Regions from separate parts of the Pan troglodytes genome. Here region 2 is linked to region 1. A link is a contact called in public Hi-C data. All regions are on one chromosome and are shown on one strand. Each heading gives the region's core, a stretch centred on a gene start, on an enhancer-like site or on the middle of the called end of the contact. The rest is flanking DNA. Distances are from core to core; before and after follow the strand shown.

Region 1 (5,655 bases), core at 893-3,392:
CACAGATGGCATGGGTGGCACATGCAAAGATCCCTAGTTTGAGGGCCAGGCAGACTTCTAGAACTGTGTGACTCTGGGTGAGTCACTTGGCCCCTTTAAGCCCCACACTCCTGATCGATAAAATGGGCATGCTACTGTGGTAAGGAGTTAGTGACATAATTCACGTGAAGTGTCATGGTGCCTAGATGAAGTCAGGACCCACTATTTGCTCCCCTCCTTCCACAGCATTTACTACAATGGCAACAATACAGTCTCTTCTTTACTGTTTGTCTTCTCTGCCACACTGAGTGAACTCTCTTATGCCATGGATCATGTCTATCTTGTTTTGCACTTTACCCCCAGAGTCCAGCACAGAGGGATTCCATGACTTATTAGTAGCATGAAGGAATGTACGGAAATCATACAATTTCAGATTCCAGTAAACTAAACTCTAAGAGGTTACCCACATTCCATCTAGTATCTTGCAATTCCTTGTTTGAAAAAGTGGGTCATCACCTGGGGTTTAGTAATCCCTTTGTTAAAATGACATTGTTGTTGCACACAATTTTACCTGGGCAAGTAAAAAAACCTTTTTTCCCCCTTCTCACAGATTTAAAAACTCTTTAGGAAGCAATAATAGCTTTTCATTTTTTAACTGGGGCCAAAGTTAGTTAATCCACAAGAATGGGGATCACAGCTATCATTTTGGTTGATATCACAACTGATGACCAAGACCATCACAAATATGGGAGCAAGTCTGATTTGTAACATTATTATAATTATGAATTCAATTACTTTAAGGAATGCACGAACGGCTTTTTAAAAATTTCAATAGGAAGGCAGGCACCACTCGCTTTAGCTCTATACAATCCTTTAACTGATCGGCATTAACATTTAGGAATATACTTTTATACATCAATACACACCACTTCAAAATAAGATAAAACAAACATTTCCATAAACTATGCATACACACAGATCTTGCTATACAGTTATTATTAGGTGGCTTTTAAAATGGACACTGTACATCAGTCCCTAAAGTACTAAGTTTTCACTAATGTTCCAGCAGGTGACTCACCAGGGATGCTTCCAGGAATCCACCAACTCCCTCCTGCCAGCTGCTGGGGTAGCACACTAACGGTTTCTACACCTGGACAGCTGCAGGCCCACAGGGAGGGGAGGGAGGTAGGGGCTTGGGAAGTGCTTACCTTGCTCTGGGCAGGATGGAGAGTCCAATGGCCCTGAAACAGATGTTGTTTCTTCTGCTGCTGTTGCTGGTACTGGAACTTATATACTCTACTCCTTTCTGATGGAAACTTAAACTAGAAACTGACTTGTTGCAACATTGAAAACAACTCTCAAAACCTTCTGGGGGAATTTCAAGAAGTTCCTTTTTTGTTTGTCTCTCTCTGTGTGTGTATCAATAACGAGGAGGGAACATAGACATCAAAATCCCAGGTAATGAACTAAGAGGAAATGACTTTTGGGTGGGGAAAAAGGAAGGAGATGGAGATGCTAATTTCTCTGGGTTTACATCATGGCCAAGGTGCTTGGAGACAGCACTAGGCAGATTCCCTGGGTTCCACAGATCGAGGAAGAAGGAAGGCCAAGGGGCGGTCAGACGGGAGGCTGAGTTCATGTCGGGATGGAACAACTGTATGCCCAAGGGCTTAAAAACAAAATCCTGGTTCTTCCCAAGTCAGAGAGGATGAGATGAAGGGCAAAGGGTTTAGTACATCTGGGGCGCCTTCCTCCACATTAGTCCTTTAATTTCAGAAACATACTATTTACCACCCATCTTGGCTCCATGCACCTCTCCCCACATTCCCCGAGTGGGAACACACGCGTGCACACACACACCCATGCACATTTCATACACAGACCTGGGGAGATGATAAAACTGCGTGTACCACTAATAAGACTCAAATATGTGCACATCCTGTGCTCATAGGTACTCGCTCATAGGGGCGGATGGGAGCAGAAAGTGAAATACCCTCAGGGAGGCATACAGACAACCACACTCAAGGCACCCCTCCTTGGGCACCCAGACTACATCCTCATTTCATTTGCACACAAATCTATGGCCCTAGGGGCTCCGTGCAGATGCACAGGAATAGCGGAATAAAGATATCTCTCGTGGTGGAATTTCAAGTTGCTAAGAGGTATGCAAATGTGTACACCGGTGTGGACCCCCCCCCATCCCCCGCCCAGTCTGCACGTGAACAGGAGCACGTACCCTGCACGTATACCAGGTACACGCAGACAGATGCGGGCCATCCCCAGAGCCGCCGACAGAGGTCGCTGCGAGACGGTACCCGCTCCCCACAGTCCACCCGCGCCTCGGAGTCCCCTCGCGCCCCGGAGTCCACCCGCGCCCCGGAGTCCACCCGAGCAGGTCCACTTCTCCATCCCTGCTCTCGACCTCCGCCCTTGCGGCGGGGGAAGTTCCTGGGGCGGTGGCTGGGACCAGGCCGGGTTTTAGGCGGGCGCAGATTTCCGGGCTAACTTTCCTCGCCGTCTCAGCGCGGGAAGGGGGAAATGGGAAACCCGGGCCAGAGCAACGGAGCTTCCCAGCCGCACACTTCCTCCCTCCAGCCGTTTGTCTCGGCAGGGGAGGGCCCAGGCAGCCAAGCCGGCAGGCCCACTGGTTATCCGACCTTGTGCTCTGGCCGTGGGTGGAGACCTTACATCCAGCTCAGAGCGCCTCCTCCCATCCCCTGTGTCCTCTAGGCCTCCCCAGACTTTGCCTTTTAGCCTTCCAGTGAAACAAGTTCTGTATCCAAGATATACAATTAAGTGGACAAAGCAGATTGCAGGTATGTTTTTTCGTATGATACCATTTGTGGGGTGTGTGTGCGTATGTGTGTAAGTGCACCTGCACTTTTCACAACTGGTATCTCTGAGGCATATGTAACAACTGGGGGAGGGGCTTTTTGTAAACATGTATTAATTTCCTCCGATCCATCACTAAAGTGTACTGAACAGAAGTTGACGTGAAGTAGTTTCACTAATTTATTTACAGTGGCTGCACCACCACAGATGAGTCCTTGTGCCCCCCCATAAATAAATACATGCATAAAATAAGACAAGTAAGGTTCAAAATGACACAAATATTTTATTCATGTGTTCATAAAAGCACCTTGAAAATTAAAAAAAAAAACTGTAACGTAAAGTCTCAGTAAAAATCCAGCGCCAGTTATGCAAAAGAAGCTTCGAAGTATGCCCTCATCCTCCCTTTTCCGCTCAGATTGCAGCCCGAGGGCTAGTCCTATATGAAAAGGCCCCCAGTGTTCACCTCCACCAGGGACAAGTAATAGGGTTTTAAGAGCATGGGCTCTGGAGTTAGAGAGCTGGATACCCGCACCTGCAAGTTACTTACCTTCGTTAAGCCTCAGTTCCTCACATCTGTAAAATCGGGTTAATAATAGTACCTGATCTCAGGACTGGTGTGAAGATTAATGAGATATGATAGGATGCAGTTAAAGCAGCATCCTGGCTAAACGTTTAATGAATGGCTGCTTGCACTTATTTATTTTTTTATACTGTCGTGTCCCAGAAAGTCTTCGTAGCTCACAAGGGGACATCAAAGATGACAAAGAGGAGTGGAAGAAGACAGAGGGAATCAATGTGAGGAGCCTGGAACAGGGCTCTGAATTGTCTTCCCACAATGAAATCACTTGGCTATTGCTGAGCCAAGAATTTGACTCTGAGCATCTAGGATGAGAAAGAAGAACTGGCACCTACGCCATCTCTGCCCCTCGGGACTGACTATTTTGGTAAGTTCAGTTCACCCATGGAGGAAGTGGTTCTCGTACTTTATCTGCATGTAACAACAAAATTCAGGTTCTTGGGGCTGATGCTCGGAGATTGTGATTCAGATCGGGGATGGGGCTCAGGAACCTGCATTTTAACAATGGAGGTTCTAATGTGGTCATTGGCAGGTTGTTCTAATGTGGGGGCCACAGCCCACTCTCGGAGACAGGCTGTACACGGCCAGCCAGCATTCTGGTAATATCAGCCAAATGCCCATTGACCTGATTTTGGAGAAGAGGTTTATCAACATGTCCCACTTCACAATCCAGACCCTGATCCCAGGCAAAATGAACCGATACCCATAAGCTTTCTATGGCTTACCCTATAGGGGAGGAAGGTCTGCTGACAAACAGAGGGCATGCTGAGCTGCAAGGTTAATGTGACTGATGATTAAGCTGTGACATGGAGGCAACCCCCTAAAAACCAAAAATAACTTAAAGAATTTTTTTGGCCACAAAAACTTATTTTCTCCTAGAAGAATGCTTTGATCATCTAGTACACATTTCAAATAAAGGAGAAGCCATGTGTACTTATAAAAATTAAAATCTTAGAAGATTACATAAGCAATACATGCATGCATGCTATTGTAAAAACTTCAAACAATACAAATATACATAGAATACAATGTTGAAGCCCTGATTCCTGTGGCTTCCAGAGGTTACCAGTGCCAGCATTCCTGCAGAGCTTCTGAATGCTTCTCTATGTATTTATATCTATCTGGCTATATAAATGGAATCATACTATACATGTTGTTCTGCAAGTTGCTGTTTTCTAGCAACAGTCTATTTTGTATTCAGTCACTTGCAGTGACTTGCTAGAGGTCACTTGAACAGATTTCACGTCTGCATCAATTAGGTTGCCCTGGGCTTAGTTTTCTAAGGAGCTCTGCAGTTCCAGGCATTAATCCGCTAAGGACTGATAACACCTGGGATAAGAAAAGACTATCTTGTCCTGTTGATGTCTCTTAGGAGCAAATAATTTGCACTACAAGCTCCATAGCCTTTTCACGAAGTCTCACTTATCACCTGTATACCACTCCCTGACAAGGAGAATGGGCTTATTACAAGGAAAATGATAGACAAGGCAGGTTTGCCCTACTAGGTGGAAAGTGGTAGGCCATTGAGAGTCATGAAACTACCCTCACAGGGTTGACAAGAGTTGCATGCTGGGTTCTGGACAGGAATATAGTTATAATTAAGCATTGATTAGGTTGCACGGTGGCCCACTTCCTTGTTGCTCAAAGTCACGTAGCACTAGATCCTGACCATTTGCATCTGCATTATTCCTGTAGATAGGATTTCTGACATTAGGGTCATAAGATTGTGTAGGAATTGATTTGTATCCCTATTGTTCCTTTAGATGGGCTCTCTGACATTACAATCAGAACACTTTTGTTTAAGAATCACTTAAGTTGTTTTTCAGGTCCCCAATTCTACCACATTTCAGTTTGAAAACCCCCACAAAGAAAGGGGATCAGGTTGAAAATACAGCCTCACCCTGTCCCATGACTTCACCATGCACTCTTCAACCAGTCAGCCATCTCCAACACATCAGCCTACTCCCAAACTCTTAAAAACCCTAGCCCCAAATGCCACAGGGAGATAGATTTAAGGTTTCTTCCTGTCTCCCCATTTGGTGACCCTACGATTAAACCTCTTTCTCTGCTGCAACCTGGCCTCTTGGCGTATTGACTTGCTGTGTGCAATGGGCAATGAACCTATTATGGATACAGTCACATGTGTCTGTTACGTGAGTCCAAGTGATTTGTGCGGCCAGTGAAGTGCAGAAATAGGGCAATTGTGTGGATAATGAAAACTAAGGCTTCTTCCCCCAAATGGTCAGTTGCTTTTGAAGGGATACTTC
Region 2 (5,655 bases), core at 1,988-4,487, 96 kb after region 1:
GGTGGCCCTGTACTTTGAGATTTAAACAATAGTGACTTAAGCTCTTTCTCCTGTTTTCTGTAGGAAGTCCAGCATGCTCACTGAGAGTCCCGCCATCCCTGGGGCTGACAGTCCCGTGGGTTTGTTCTGGCTCTAGGTGTCCACCCCCGAGGAGCTCTGAATTCACAGTGTCACATGAAGGGACAGCACCCTGCTCTCCCTGTGCAAGGCACTGAGCTTCATGTCAAACTTGGCCTCTGTGTTTTGTTCCCACCAGGCCCTTCTCCCAAGAAATGTACACGTAGCAAACTTTACTCAAAGTGTGAGGACTCAGGAGGGATTTTTAAAAATCATAAAAATGCCGAGTTTAAAATTAGATCGTATTAGAGTTGTTTTCCTTAGAAGGAAGAAAAAAAGTTTAAAAATTAAAAAAAGAGATAAAATTAGATCTTATATATCTCTCTCCTGGAAAGATCCTTAACAGCCTTGCTGTAGGGAAATGTCTTTCTCATCGACCACTTTTCTTGGAAGATCCCGGCCTTCCACCTTGTTGTTTGCCTTCTCTGTCTGTAAAACATTCAAATTCTCTCATTTATCCTAGAAGGCAGTTTAGCTCTACAGCCCCTACACAGTCCTAGACCTCCTTTCTGTATCTACTATTAAGTACCATTCACACCAAGGGTCACCTACTCTGAGTTTCAATCATTATTAATAAAGAAGGGAAAGTGGAGGCTTTGAAATTCCCATATTTTCTTCATGTCTCTCCACCAGTCTTTGTAAGTGAAATAGAGGCTGATAGAGATTTACTTTCTCATTGATATTAACTATGCTTCTCCTCTTAGAAGACAGAGGCATCTGTAGTCAGTGTCAAATATTTCCCACCCTACCATATATATATGAAATACATGGATTATGTTCTATGGACAATTTGGTATCTTGTTTGTTTTAGTTACTATTGCTGCATAACAAATCATTGCAAACTTACAGGTTAATCAACAACAATTTATTATGCCCACAGATTCTGCAGATCAGGGATTTGAGAGGATCATGGTGGAATCACTTGTTTCTGTTCCATGATGTCTGGGGTCTCAAATGGGGAGATACAGAGGTTGGGGATGGCTTCGTGGGTGAGGGCTAGAATTATTAAGAGGGTTATCACTTACATGCCTGGCAGTTGATGTAAGTCATCAGCTGAGATGTCAGCTGGGGACATCCACTGAAATACCTACTCATGGCCTGTCCATGTGGTGCCTTGGGCCTCGTCACAGCATGGTGGCTGGGTCCCAAGAGTGAGCATCTCAAGAGAGCAAGGTGAAAGTTCATGGCATTTTAATGAGTCAGCCTTGAAAGTCACATAATGTTAGTTCTGCACTATTCTTGGTCAAGGCAGACACTGAGATCTGCCCAGCTTCAAGGGGACGTGGCAAAGACCCCATCATTTGATAGGAGGATCGTCAAGGTCACATTGTAGTGAAAGCCTGTGAGACGAGTGGTGATGTTTCTGCCATGTTGGAAAATGCAATCTGCTACACTGCTCTTTTCATTTAACATATCATACCATTAAAATAATCCATCAACTCTGTGAATACATCCATAGAACTTATTCATTTACTAATTCCTTAGTATAGGACTTTTCTCATCACTTCCCCATAAGAGAGAAGAAGGAGGTATGGGTATTTTCCTTCCCTAAAACCAAGAGAGAGAGGCCCAAAGAGAATTATTTGACAGGTGGGATTCCTATTCCTGCAGTGTTGACTCCATTAATTTGGGGTCTGTTATCTTTCCTTTGATGGTTTTTGAGTCTTGGACCAGCAGGAGCACCTGAGGCTGCTTAGGACATGGATATAGGGGTCTGTGGCTTCTCAGGTGTGTCAAGGACACATACATTTCTCCTGGGTCGAGGGAACACCTTAGGAAGTGGGACTTGAGCTGTTCTGCCATTATTCCCCAAGTGGGTTTCCCACTGGATGAGATGCCCCTGGTAGAAGGAAAGTGTGGGGAAGACTGTGGTTGGGGAGGAAAAGGAAAGGAAGCAGCTGGAGCCCTAGCCAGGCCACCCATGTAGGTGAATATGCAGGGGATGGCCCTACAACATTCTCCAAAGAACCCAATGGATGAGCCCCATGAAGGAGCCACACAGCAGGAGTCAAAGCTCAGTCTGCATTATCCGGGAACCAGTGACCACTGAAATAAAAAGGATCAGATCCTCATCATAAGCAGCTAAATGAGGAAACATCTCTGTCCTTCCCTCTTTCCATCCTGCCCCAACATCAGAGGGCATGTGCATAGGAGATGGCATGGTGAGAAGAGACCATTCTCTTTCCCCTACAACCTTTAAGTAGCTTAGAAACTCAAGTCTAGGTTTGTGTATGTGTTTGGGCGTGGTGAGGAAAAGAGAGTCATTACGTGAAAACAAGTTTCAAGTTTTGAAATGCATGGGACTGAGTCCTACAGAAACAAAAATGTCACCGAATAACCCTTAATAACTGGAAATAAATGGAATTGCACTAAGATGATGTCAAGCACCATTAAAGAGGATTTGAGAACACACAGTTGGTGGCAATTCTGTGTTTGAAACAGTGGTAAGCTGAGACTCCTTGATAAACTAGGTACAATTGTAGTTATTGGGTATCAGCCTTTTTTAAAGACTTAATTCTTAGCAAAAATGCCCTTCCAGGAAGGCTGTACTTTTCCCAGCTCCTTGAAGATGCCCACTTCACGGGATGACATTTATTCAGGCCTGGAGAGGTGCAATCTCATTATGTGGGTCATTAAAGCAACACATTAAAGGCGACAAAGGGAGTGTTGCCGAAAGACTTTGTAGCAAGTTATGTGGAAGTGAGCAAGAGAACACGACTGCCTCACTTACCTCTTGGGGGTGGCGAAGGATTATGTTTAGATGGGGTGTATATGAGTGTCTGGGGTTTTTTACTCATATTGATGGCCAAATTATTTTCCCCTTCTGATTCCCTTTGAGAATCCACTTCACTACCTGCTTCTTGCTGCAAACTGGGAGTTGTAAAATCAGAGAGTCTAGGGTGTCACCCAAATTGCCCTCATGTATGGCATAGCCGTGTGTGTAGAGCAGAACGAGGTAGGGAGGAAAAGTCATGCTGAGCTCAGGCTGAGAAAGAAGAGGGAACCAGAAAGATGGGCCATTTGAAAGCAAAACTGCCTTGAAATCTCTAATAGGCTCTGTCTTGCAAACAAGAAGGGGAAGATATGGTGAGAGGGGATGTTAGTTTTTAGCAACTGTTTTAAAACTGACAACAGAGGAAGAGAGACCAGACCACAAAGTTAACATTTGCAACTTAGGCATCATTTTATTGTTTAAAAAAGTCCCCAGTCTTAGGAGGGGCTGTCCTTGGGTGAAGGGTTCTGTTTTGAACTGGAGGGAGATCTGGGTGAAGCATGGATGAAGTATATACTCCCTTCCTCAAATCACTCTCCATCTGCATCACCTGATGCTGGAAATCCCCAGGATTAGCTTTTATAAAGTTTTGGCTACATTATGAAGTTCATTTAATGCCTTCCACAATGGCGTCTCAATTTACAGGTGAGCTAACTGAGGCTTGGAGCAGTTAAGGCAATGAGTGTAAGTCCGCGCAGCTGGTGAAGCACACAGCCCAGGATTTGGACCTAGATCTGTCTGATTCTAAATTCTTTCGATCACACCAGTGGCCCCAGCAGATGCTCACTCCTCTAGATTAAGTACCCTCTCCATCAACTGCATTACACAGTTTCTTAAGCAAATAGCATGGAGGCTCAGACTATGAGCTTTGGAGTCAGTAGGGCTTGAATTTAAATTTTGACTCCAGCCTTGATCATTTATGTGACTTTGGGCACACAATGCAAAGTCTACTCAAAAAAAGCTGTGAGGAGGATGTCCAGCACAGCTGTGGTAAACACTCTACTAGATTATTGTTATTGTTATTATTATTATTTTGAGACGGGGACTCTCTCTCTGTCGCCCAGGCTGGAGTGCAGTGACACGGCCTTGGCTCACTGCAGCCTCAACCTCCTGGGCTCGAGCCATTATCCTACCTCAGCCTCCCAAGTAGCTGGGACAACAGGTGCATGCCACCATGCCTGGCTAATTTTTTTTTTTTTAATTGAGATGGAGTTTCACTATGTTGCCCAGGCTAGTCTCAAACTCCTGGGCTCAAGAAGTGATCCTCCCACCTCAGCCTCCTAAAGTCCTGGGATTACAAGTGTAAGCCACCGTGCCTGGCCTATTGTTAATTTTTAAAAAGCTGTTGTCTCTCTTTGATCCATAAGTGTGTGATAATAGAACAGGAGGGGGACAGTTAACAATGATCAGAACACTAGCTAACACTTCTTGAGCACTTAGGATGCATCAGACACTGTGCGAATTGCTTTCCATGGTACTATCTTAATCTTCCTAACAATTCAACGATATGTACCATTAGTCAACCTCAACATACAAATAGAAAGCACATCCAGCTACAGGTAGAGGAGCCAGGATCTGAACCTAGGTGGGTGAACTCTGGAGCCTGTGCTTACACCAGGAGGTAAGCTTGCAGGGGCCCTGTGGGACTTTGGGAGTAGATGGGGATGCTTAAGGAGAGTTGAGTAGGAGGCTGTGGTCCTGGGGTAGTGTGTGGGCTTTGGGCATTGGAGGGTGGGGAAGAAGGTGACAAGAACGGGGTGAGATAAGGTAACCATGGAGTGGGGATTTGGACATTTGAAACAGTTGTCACCTGTATGATGATGTCTTAGTTCATTCTTGCACTGCTATAAAAGCACACCTGAGACTGGGTTATTTATAAAGAAAAGAGGTTTGATTGGCTCACAGTTCTGCAGGCTGTACAGGAAGCAAAGCAGCTTCTGCTTCTGGGGAGGCCTTTGGAAGCTTCCAATCATGGCAGAGGGCAAAGGGGGAGTGAGGTATTTCATGGGGCAGGAGCAGGAGCAAAAGAGAGTGAGAGGAGGAGGTGCTGCACACTTTTAAACAACCAGATCTTGTGAAAGCTCACTCACTGTCATGAGAATAGCACCAAGGGGATGGTGCTAAACCATTCATGAGAAACTGCTCCCATGATCCAGTCACCTCCCATGGGGCCCCACCTTCAACATTGGAGACAATAATTCAGCCTGAGATTTGGTGGGGACACAGATCCAAACCATATCGGATGGTTTCTAGGGAAAGGCATTTGAATCTGAATCCCAAAGGTGAATCACAGATTGTCAGGGCTGGGAGTTCCTTAGACATGGTCTAGTCTGATGGTCTTTTAAACTGTACATATGGAAGCTTAGAGTCCGTCAAGGGTATGAATCGATAGAGGCAGTGGGATGGAGGCTGAGCAAAAGGGTCTTCAAGACCTTCTGGTTTGCATCAACCAAAGTCGTTCCATTTCTCTTTTTACCCTTTTTGTTGTTGTTGAGGTACAGCTTATATATAATAAAGCACACGAATTTCAAATCGTGTGATGAGGCTGGGCATGGTGATGCATGCCTGGAATCCCAGCATTTTGGGAAGCTGAGGTGGGTGGATAGCTTGAGCTCAGGAGTTCAAGACCAGTCTGGGCAACATGGCAAAAACCCATCTCTACAAGAAATACAAAAATTAGCTGGGCATGGTGGCTCATGGCTGTAGTCTCAGCTACTTAGGAGGCTGAGGTGGGTGGATCACTTGAGCCTGTGAGGTTGAGGCTG

The links. Hi-C and Micro-C count contacts between places; a contact is called where the count stands out from the background.
Region 2: a Hi-C map of blood shows a contact between it and region 1, with 2.5 times the contacts expected there. The contact joins the enhancer-like site here to the promoter of IL12B in region 1. A contact is called at or near these places in 2 of 7 Hi-C or Micro-C datasets (blood and stem cell-derived neural progenitor cells).

The regions. Positions count from the first base shown.
Region 1 is chr4:157,022,548-157,028,202 of NHGRI_mPanTro3-v2.0_pri, forward strand. IL12B (interleukin 12B) reads right to left here and starts at 2,143. Exons shown (of 8, transcript XM_527101.8): 1 at 1,188-2,143.
Region 2 is chr4:157,117,919-157,123,573 of NHGRI_mPanTro3-v2.0_pri, forward strand. No RefSeq gene overlaps it. Among named protein-coding and RNA genes, the nearest start is that of IL12B, 96 kb to the left of the region's middle. Within about 2 kb of position 3,238, at least 1 of the 24 cell types and tissues checked has an H3K27ac peak or open chromatin away from gene starts, as enhancers often do.